Linked DNA regions of Mus musculus: regions 1 and 2 are each linked to region 3. Evidence: chromatin contacts called from public promoter capture Hi-C data. All regions are on one chromosome and are shown on one strand. The core of a region is the stretch at or near the end of the contact, and the rest is flanking DNA. Distances in the headings are between cores, read along the strand shown.

Evidence for each region. Promoter capture Hi-C pulls out the DNA fragments that hold promoters and counts their contacts.
Region 1: a contact with region 3 is called in a promoter capture Hi-C map of hippocampal neurons, with 2.1 times the contacts expected there. The contact joins two enhancer-like sites. A contact is called at or near these places in 2 of 39 promoter capture datasets (hippocampal neurons and stem cell-derived epiblast-like cells).
Region 2: a promoter capture Hi-C map of liver shows a contact between it and region 3, with 4 times the contacts expected there. The contact joins two enhancer-like sites. A contact is called at or near these places in 4 of 39 promoter capture datasets (liver, pre-B cells and stem cell-derived epiblast-like cells).

Annotation. Positions count from the first base shown.
Region 1 is chr5:64,021,844-64,024,985 of GRCm38.p6, reverse strand. No RefSeq gene overlaps it. Among named protein-coding and RNA genes, the nearest start is that of Gm25608, 21 kb to the right of the region's middle. Within about 2 kb of position 1,830, at least 32 of the 459 cell types and tissues checked have an H3K27ac peak or open chromatin away from gene starts, as enhancers often do. A contact at or near this core is called in hippocampal neurons, where this site is marked.
Region 2 is chr5:63,845,956-63,848,793 of GRCm38.p6, reverse strand. All of the region lies in intron 1 of 0610040J01Rik (RIKEN cDNA 0610040J01 gene), which reads right to left. Among named protein-coding and RNA genes, the nearest start is that of 0610040J01Rik, 35 kb to the right of the region's middle. Within about 2 kb of position 1,548, at least 25 of the 459 cell types and tissues checked have an H3K27ac peak or open chromatin away from gene starts, as enhancers often do. A contact at or near this core is called in liver, where this site is marked.
Region 3 is chr5:64,646,018-64,649,218 of GRCm38.p6, reverse strand. No RefSeq gene overlaps it. Among named protein-coding and RNA genes, the nearest start is that of Gm3716, 37 kb to the right of the region's middle. Within about 2 kb of position 1,603, at least 134 of the 459 cell types and tissues checked have an H3K27ac peak or open chromatin away from gene starts, as enhancers often do. A contact at or near this core is called in hippocampal neurons and liver, where this site is marked.

The DNA of each region.
Region 1 (3,142 bases), core at 581-3,080, 620 kb after region 3:
AGGACTGACCGGGTGTGCTTTGCATCCACACAAAGGAGAAACAAAGAGATCAGTCCGAGTAATTGGTAAAGCTGCTCAGAGGTTCAAGCCCAGGGTCATGACGATGAGGTGAAAGGGAGTTAAGACGTATGTGGTGTGCTGTGGGGCTAAGTGAGTCTGAAGGTTGCAACGGGCTCAGCATTTTATTCAGAAGGGTGGGTGGCTCTGGGTCATCTTCAAGAAGTTTATGGCGGAGGGAAAAGGTCAGAGCGTACCTGCTTCACCCCTGGTCTCTCGTTTCTCATTGGTGGAGATCGCTCTCCAGTTACCACATCTGTGCTCCTACCCACCCACAGGAAGTCAGCATCTAGGCTTGGTTCAGGCCGGAAGTGCAGTGGGTGGAGCCATGCTGGAGAAGCACTGAGTGAGAGACTAAGAGGGAGTCAGGAGGATGTGAATGGTCATCTCTACAAAGACATACGAGCATCAGGGTGTTGGTGTGGGCACAGACGTGACCACAGCAAACTCATGGGACTCTCTGCCCTGGCAAAAGCTATAGTGCCATGCAGAAGATAGTCACACAAATGTCAGGGCAACCATACAGGCTAAGAAACTCAAGTCAGAATGAGTTCTTGCTATGAGTGCGTAGTCTTTAGTGCTAAAGAAGTTATTTTTCTGGAAAACCCTCTGTAGTTGTTGTGGTGGCTTTTTGTGGTTGTGGTTGTTGTTGTTTTTGATTCATTTGACACAAGCTTGGGGCATCTAGGAACACTGAACCTCAGTTGAGTGTGTGTGTGTGTGTGTGTGTGTATGTACTGCCAAAGAAACCACACAGGAATATACATATGTATTATATACACATGTACATATATCATATGTGTTATATATGCATATGTATTGTATATAAAACAAGAACAAAACAAATGACAACAACAAAAACAAGCAAGCTGAAAGAGCATTGTCTCCACCTCTGACTCAGTTCTCTCCTCTAGGTTCTTGCCCTGCTTGAGTTCCTGCATTGGCATCCTTCAATGACAGCCTATGATCATGACATGCAAGGCAAATAAACCCTTTCTTCCGCAAGTCAATTGTGGTCATAGTCTCTGAAACAGCCCTAGACAGCTAGCTAGGACAGGCTTAGTGGGGCAGGCCTCTGGGTCTCATTTTTAAATCACTGAAGCTGGAACAAGGGCCAGCAAAGCTTTTCTATAAATGACAGACAATAAATCCTTTAGGTGCGCACATCAGGCTGTCTTTGTCACAATTATTCAACTCTGCCATTGCCTCGGGGACACCACTGCAGACAAACAGAAACAAATGAACAGGCCTTACCAGCTATTTTGGGATTCTCTTGGAAGTTCCCTACCAAACTTTGAATTTTGTAACACATTAAGTGTTGTGAAATCTTTTTCTTCTTTTGACACTTTTCTATCCATTGAAAATGTAGTATCTATTCTTGGGCTCTCAGCAGTGGGCCTTATCTGCCCTGAGGTTACCCACTCTCTGATCCCTGGTTACAATGTTCTCATGTTAAACTTCCAACTGTCTTCCTATAGAGGCCACACACCTCTCCAAGGGGTGGTTGACTCAGAGATGAAGCTACAATCACTGTTAAGGCTCTGCAGTTGGTTGCTTGGCTTTTCAGTTCATTTTTCTTTAACTTTGAGGATTTTTTCTGCCCATTTTCCTTGAACTTGTCCAGCTGTATTGGGTGCTATGTGGAATGAACTCCTGGCCTGCGGTGAAGGTCACCAAAGGAGGTTTCGTTTCTCTGCGACTGCTGGCTAATCCGTTTCTGGATGTCAGAAGCACTTTCATAAGCCTCGCACGGTGTGCCATATGGAATATCGTTCTGTGCTCCCCAGAGCTCCTGTCGCTGCCATCTGTCTGCAACTTCCTGTGCAGTTTCTTTGGCAGTGGGGGAGCCATCTCTCAGAAACGCTTCTATAAAACAAGTTTTGAAAGCCTAACCCAAAACATTAGCCTCTCAACTTGGATGTAAACATGTTTAAAACAAATTAGTAATGATTTGTACTTAAAGGCGCAGTTTCGAACTACAAGTGGGTGCTGTAGACCATCGCCTGAGAGCATCCGGGTGCTTCCAGCTCTGTGAAAGCCCAATCAGGAAAAGCTTTACCATCTCCTACGTTAAGGACTCTCACACCCTGGAACCTTGCCCTTTGCCTATGCTCAGCTTGCATTCTCAAATATCCTGTCATCTAATACATCTATCCTTGAATGAGTTTATATTGGCTTGACCGAAAAGGCTGCTTTACACTTTGTAAGTCTATATCCCGTTTCATGCAGCAGCAACGGCACGATTTTGACTTAGTGAGGTGAGTGTTCTTGGTTGTGAAGACATGAGCCTTGTTATATTCTCTTTGTGGTCAAATAGGGATAACTGTAAGAGAGGTGTTTATACTACAGCAGTAAATGAGATACTCAGAGGAAGGCACTTTTAGCTCTTTGGACACGTGCATATTGTGATAGCCCAAGATCACCAGGTGTGGATAAAGGGCCTTGGCATCTATGTGAGAAGGGCTCAGTTTAAATCTTCGCTCTTTACCAATACTAAAGGAGTAAAACTCATTGGCTATCACCTCAGACCAACCGTGTCTAAACCGACCAACCTCGTCTATTCAAATGGGGAGCAAGAATCCTGCCCAAGACTTCAAAAAAAAAAAAAAATTAATGGAACCAAGGAACATGATGTAAAGACAAAACTCATAGGTGAAAACTCACAGACAGATATAACATTTGCTCATTCGTATGCATATTTATGGCTCTCCAAAGTTAAAACGTTGGAGAACATATGTCTAAAAAACAAAGAAATTATTGTTATAGGTAAACACGGGAGCTCTTCAGAGGAGGAGGTTGTGCCTGGTGGGCGGAAGAATCTGGCTGAAGTCAAGTTAAACATGTAGATTCTTGTGCCTATCCCAGACATTTTGTTGGGACAGATGTGGGATGAATAATAAACTCCTCAGGAGATTCTGATGTAAATAGTTATTGGGCCAGATCTTGAGAATACCATCTTCTGGTTTGGTGGAAGAAGATAGAAAAGAAATAAGTACTTTCTCTCTAATTTTAGTTCCCCAGGTATGCCTCCTGCCCTTCATTAAGATGGGGCTCATGGGTACACTGTGAGGATGTGGGAAACCAG
Region 2 (2,838 bases), core at 299-2,798, 800 kb after region 3:
TCAACAAGCCAATTCCAGTATTTTAAAAGATTCATCCTTGTACTTCTGTTACTCTAGAACCACTCCTGGTACCAACTTCTGTATTAGTCAGGGTTCTCTAGAGTCACAGAACGTATGGATAGTCTCTAGATAATAAAGGAATTTATTGATGACTTACAGTCGGCAGCTCAATTCCCAACAATTGTTCAGTCGCAGCTGTGAATGGAAGTCCAAGGATCTAGCAGTTACTCAGTCTCACGCAGCAAGCAGGCGAAGGAGCAAGAGCAAGAGCTAGACTCCCTTCTTCCAATGTCCTTATATTGTCTCCAGCAAAAGGTGTAGCCCAGATTAAAGGTGTGTTCCACCACACCTTTAATCCCAGATGAAAGGCATAGCCCAGATTAAAGGTGTGTTCCTTAACTCGGAGATTCAATCTTCTGGAATCCATAGCCACTATGGCTCAAGATCTTCAAACCAAGATCCAGATAAGGATCTCCAAGCCTCCAGATAAGGGTCACTGGTGAGCCTTCCAATTCCGGATTGTAGTTCATTCCAAATATTGTCAAGTTGACAACCAGGAATAGCCACTACAGTGCCCAAAGAATAACAGTAGAGGTAGTCCTCTGGTTTCCACATACGCACACACATATGTGTACATACATGTCATACACACATGCACACATATGAACACATATAAGAACAGGTCTTGTTAAAGTAGAATCTGTGATATTTAGGAAATCACTTTGGGGATGTTCAGTCTCCTTTCTCATGAATGGATCGACTTGAACTAGGTAGTGCCTCAGGACCTTTGACTTCCACATGTCTGATTTTTGTGTTTGTTTATGTGCCTGTCCGTTTGAACACAAACACACAGAATTCCCATGACGGAGAGAATTCCTTAATGACTTTGGTGATTAAAACTGAAATGTCCATTAAAGACATAGTCCAACCCTAACATCTTCCGAATTGTGGAGAAGCACGTGAGGCTACATTTCTGGCTGCCCTCTGTCCACATGAGAGGAGATGCAGGAAGAGACCAAAGTTCCACGCTGCTTAGACTCTGGCCTGTGATGTAAGCTGTGCTGACCGGAAAGTTAATGATTGCCTGTCTCCCGAGTTAAGCTCTGCTGAGAATCTGGTAGGGAGCTGAATGGAAAGAAAGTACCACACACGCTGGTGGGAGACTTCAGGAAGCCACTGTGACTTCCTAAAGACGTGGCCCAAGCCAGGACACTACAACACAGTTCCAGCGCACACCAAAACCAAGGCCGAACTGTCTTTGTTAAGTCCAATGCTGGAGTCGGGTGGGTGGAGGTGGGCAGGAGCTCTGAATTAAAGACGAAAATAGGGGTCTTCCCAGTTCAGGCCATTATTTGCAAACTTTGAGATTTGGGTGGGTCAGGTAGCATAGTTTGCTCACAGGGGCCTTGAGTTGCTTCCTGGCATGCCCTTCTCTCTTTGCTATCCTTTTGCAAATTATGTAACTCGGTCATTGACAGCTACTAGGGGAGAATTCGCATGGCAAACTCAGTCCAGTCCATTTCAAAAAGGTCAAGGGACACCTGGTGCTGAGTATCGCGATCGCATTGGGTGTGATTTCAAGTTGCGTTTGTTGGATCTGACGCTAACCCTTTCCTTTGCATCTTTGCATGCCATTTTTCATTGGCACTGAGGACTCAGAGGATAATTCATGCTGCTGCCAAGCCAAGGAGTTCAACTGTTGACTTAGAGACACACTTTCATTCACAGGACAAAAATCTGGCACCCAGTTAGTGGCAAACACAAAAGAAGTTGTTCTGTCGCTCTTGCAAATCATATGACCATGTCTTACAGTGACCCACATCGTCCAAGGATGCAGTTTTTTTCTCACATTCCTCTTTCATTTATATGAAATGATTTATAGTTAAATCAAGTATATGTGTATGTGTGTGTGTATGTGTGTGTGTTCAATCTACATTTGAAAAAATAATAAAACTTCTATCTTGGGAATTCATTATTCAGTATTCAGAGGTGGTGAGCTCCTTCCCCCTTCACATTTCATGAAATCTAGGACAAAGACATAACAATGACATCAAACAAACATTTCTGACCTTTAACCAAAATAAGCTTATTATATGTAGGACTCTAGGGCAGGAGAAGAATAGGTTTTCTAATAGATGGATTTTATTTATTTCATTGTGATAAGAACACATCCTATAAGATCTAACTTAACAAGCTTTATGTGCTCAACACAGATTGTTAGTATAGTCACAATGCATTTACTTGTCTTTAAAACAAAGGTTTATCTCACTTTTATTTATATATATGCCTATATGCCCGTGTATATGTTTGTACATGTGTGAGTACAGGTACCCATGAAGGTCAGAAGAAGTTGTTGGATCCCTGGAGTTGTCAGGTGCCAGACATGGGTGCTAGGAACCAAACTCAGGCCTGAAGAGCAGTGTGTGCTCTATGCCATCTCTCCAGCTCTGCATTTATATACCTTGTATAACTATGATGCTATATCAGTCAAATGTCACCCCAACCCCTCAGTCCCTTAACCCCTAGTTCTCACCACTCTTTATGTATCTGTGACTTTGAGGTTTCTGCTATCTCATGTTAAAAAACAAACGAACTTTGATATTCCTTATTTTACTTAGAACGTCTTCTGCATCCATCCATGCCATGACAAATGGCAGGGCCCCCTTCTTTCTCAGGCTGCACACACCATGTCTTCCTTATCTGTTTGTCTACTGATGAGCACTCTGGCTGTTCCCTCACTCGGCTATTGTGAATGAACTGAACACAGGAGTTCAACTGTACTACTCAGGTCTGTATTCCTGTTCTTTAGGATAGATCCTTCTAAGGCATTCTTGGGTC
Region 3 (3,201 bases), core at 354-2,853:
TAGAAGTGGTCAAGAAAAAAAGATGTATGTTTGCGCGCGCGTGCGTGCATGTGTGCATGCATGCGTGTGTGGGTGCATGAGTGTGTGTGTGTGTGTGTGTGTGTGTGTTTATGGGGGGAAGGAAACCCTCTATGTTTACTTTGTTTGTTTTATCCCAAGGTATTTCTAGCTTAATATAATGCCCAGGACATAGTTGGGGCATTGTAAATATTTACTTTAAATAGCAAATAAAAAGCTTATAAATGGGACTATTGGGGGAAAAAAGTCATTTTCCAGTGGGGCTTGTGGCAGCTGTTCTACAAAAGGCCACAGAGCAGTTTCCTATGCTTCATAGAAGTCCAGAGCGGTGTGCAACATCTCCCTCACAGGCAAGTACGTTGCCAAATAGACCAGTCTTTCAATCCCCTAAAAACAATCTTGCTAAAGTCTAAGAAGATAAAAGAATAGCCAACCCCGTTCCCTCCCCGGGAGTGGCCGATAGCTAGATCTGACTTATTGTCCCGTCCTAGTGAAGCTGTCGCTTCCTGCCCTCATTGCTCCCTCCTGTCACCCTCTAGACAGCCTGGCTTCTGCAGGAGTGTCCACATTTACTGGAGAGCAGCAGGCACTTCCTGACTGGCTCTTTCCACACAAGGAACCTCTGTTTGCTTTGAGAGTACTGAACCTCTGAGTGTCCCGGCTAGTGAGCACAGAGCCCCCAGTGCTGGAACAGCTATTTTATGGACATATTTTTTTTTGAGCAATAAATTACAATATTGCCAGCCCGTTAAAAAGCAACACTGTTTACTGTATAATTTTTAAGAAAATATAATGTTTGTCAGGAATTCCTTTCAAGTAGTAGAGAATATACTATGGTATTTTTTTTCCTAAATATTATACGGTTCCCCTGGAGAGTGGTGGAGTAGTGTTAGGTAGGGGTCAGATATCTTACTTAGGAGGTTGTGTTTATTACACCTTTTGAATTCCTATGTGTACATCTGAGATACCAGTTGACTTGGATCCAATTTACAAAGAAAAAACAAAACAAAACAAAAAACAAACATACTAAAAAGTCACCATCTACTACAACATAACAAAAGAAAAAAAAAAACAAACAGAAAGAAAAAAAAAAAACCAGAGGAAAATGAATGTATCGGACTTGAAGGTTGCTAAATGGAATGTGGTTAGTTTGTGGCTAGCCTCAGTCAGCTTAAACAGATTCAAATCCAAGCCTTGAATCGGCTTTAGCCGGCCAGAGGTCAAATTGGGGTCTTTTGTTAGAGACCGTTCTGAGTAGCTGGAGGGCATGGGAGGTGGAAGAAGGCAAGGGTGACCGGATTGGAGGTTGCTATTGTCACAGTTTCAGAGTCTCCCTCCCGCAGCCCCCCACCCCCACTCCGGTTTTATTTTTATATTATTTTACTTTGTTCGCTGTTGTTGAATAGAAAGCTGAGCGAGACTGAGAGGAGAAGAAAGGGGAGGAGGGGGAGGGAGGGAGGGAGGGAGGGAGAGAGAGAGGGAGGAGCTAGAAGGTAGACGGCAGATGCAACCATTAGGCTGGCTGGCCCTCGCTGCCCTACCCCCCACCTCACTAACCCGTGGCCTCCACTCTGACCCACAGACAGAATACAAATGAGCGCTTCTCCGGGACAGGACACTAACTGGCAGTGGCCGGCTAGAGCTCAGGACATTTTCTAAGCAATTCACTAATCAGAAGTGACTGGGGCTCTGAAGAGAATACAGGCCAGCCTCGGTTCCGCCCTCCATGCTAATGATGAAGGCAGTCAAGTGGATAGTTAAGGGCAGCGAGGTGAATAATTCTAAACCGATCGTTGAAAGGTAATGAAATGCACTAGCGAGTTTGGGGGCAACAGATTTTTGTAGCAGGCATGGCTGTTTTCTGACGAGCCGGGTTTGCCTGAGTTTGCCTCTTCTGAGCATCGGAACCCTGACTTTAGGACGAATCGGTTTGGGAAAGGCTTGGGTGGCAGACAGGAGGGGATCTGGGATTAAGAATTCATGCAGCCTTGAAAACTCGCATAACTCCCAGAGGAAGGCACCTGTGACAAAAGAATTCATTGAAAACTGACAAAGCCTGCAAAACAAATGGAGAAAAGAAACAGAACTCATCACTTACCAAGATTATATATGTGAAAATCTATCATTTTGAAGACTAATAGTCATCTGGGTGTGGGAGCTACATGTAGACTTCATTTATTCTCTTTTCTTCTAATTTGAATTATACACAGACTCAAGTTGCCACCTCCCACCCCCACCCCCACCCCCAACACACACACTGTTTATGTAGTCCTGGGGACTGAACCCAGGATTTTGTGCAGGCCAGGCAAGCAGTCTACAGACTGGGTGACATCCCCAGCCCTTTTTATAATGAAAAACACAAAGATGCTAAAAAAGAAATTGGTGTGATGCAATTCTTACCCAGAATGTACAGATGCGAATTGACCTAATGCTAACCACTCGACTGACTTGGGCCAGCAGGGAATCTGCGCAGGTGACCCTTTGCTGCAGATGTTAGAAGTCCTAGCAGCCCCCTCTGATGCAAAGGTTTTCTTTATGAAACTCTCACTATAAGTGAATCGCCTTGGTTTTCCTTTCCTTAAAGTTTAAGAGATAACATCAGAGACAGATTTGGGTTTCTGTGTTCTCCTAAAGGCACTATCAGCTTCTACTTGTATTAATCTGTTTTGTTTTGCTATAATAAAATACTCAACACTGGGTAACCACACACACACACACACACATATACATATACATATATAGTTTCAAGGGCATGGTACTGACATCTGCTTGAACCCATAAGATAAGGATACGGTGAATGGTGTATGAGCATGTGCATATGTGTGTGTGTGTGTGTGTGTGTGTGTGTGTGAGAGAGAGAGAGAGAGAGAGAGAGAGAGAGAGAGAGAGAGAGAGAGAGAGGGAGAGGAAGAGGAATAGGGAGAAGGAGAGGGAAAGAGAACACATTGCCACACAAGAAGGCAGAACAACCTTTATTTTGTGAAGATTATTATGTAGTGAAGTAATCTGCTGCGTCAAAATACAGTCATTATATTCATGCACATTAAAAAGAGCTTTAAAATATAAAGTCTACTGTTTTCCAACTATTTAAATCATCTCAAAATCTGTGCTTTGAATTGCTGCTCTCCAAAGTGATGTGATAAGGCTGTGGGGTGTGCTGGCTAGTGTCATGTCAACTTAACA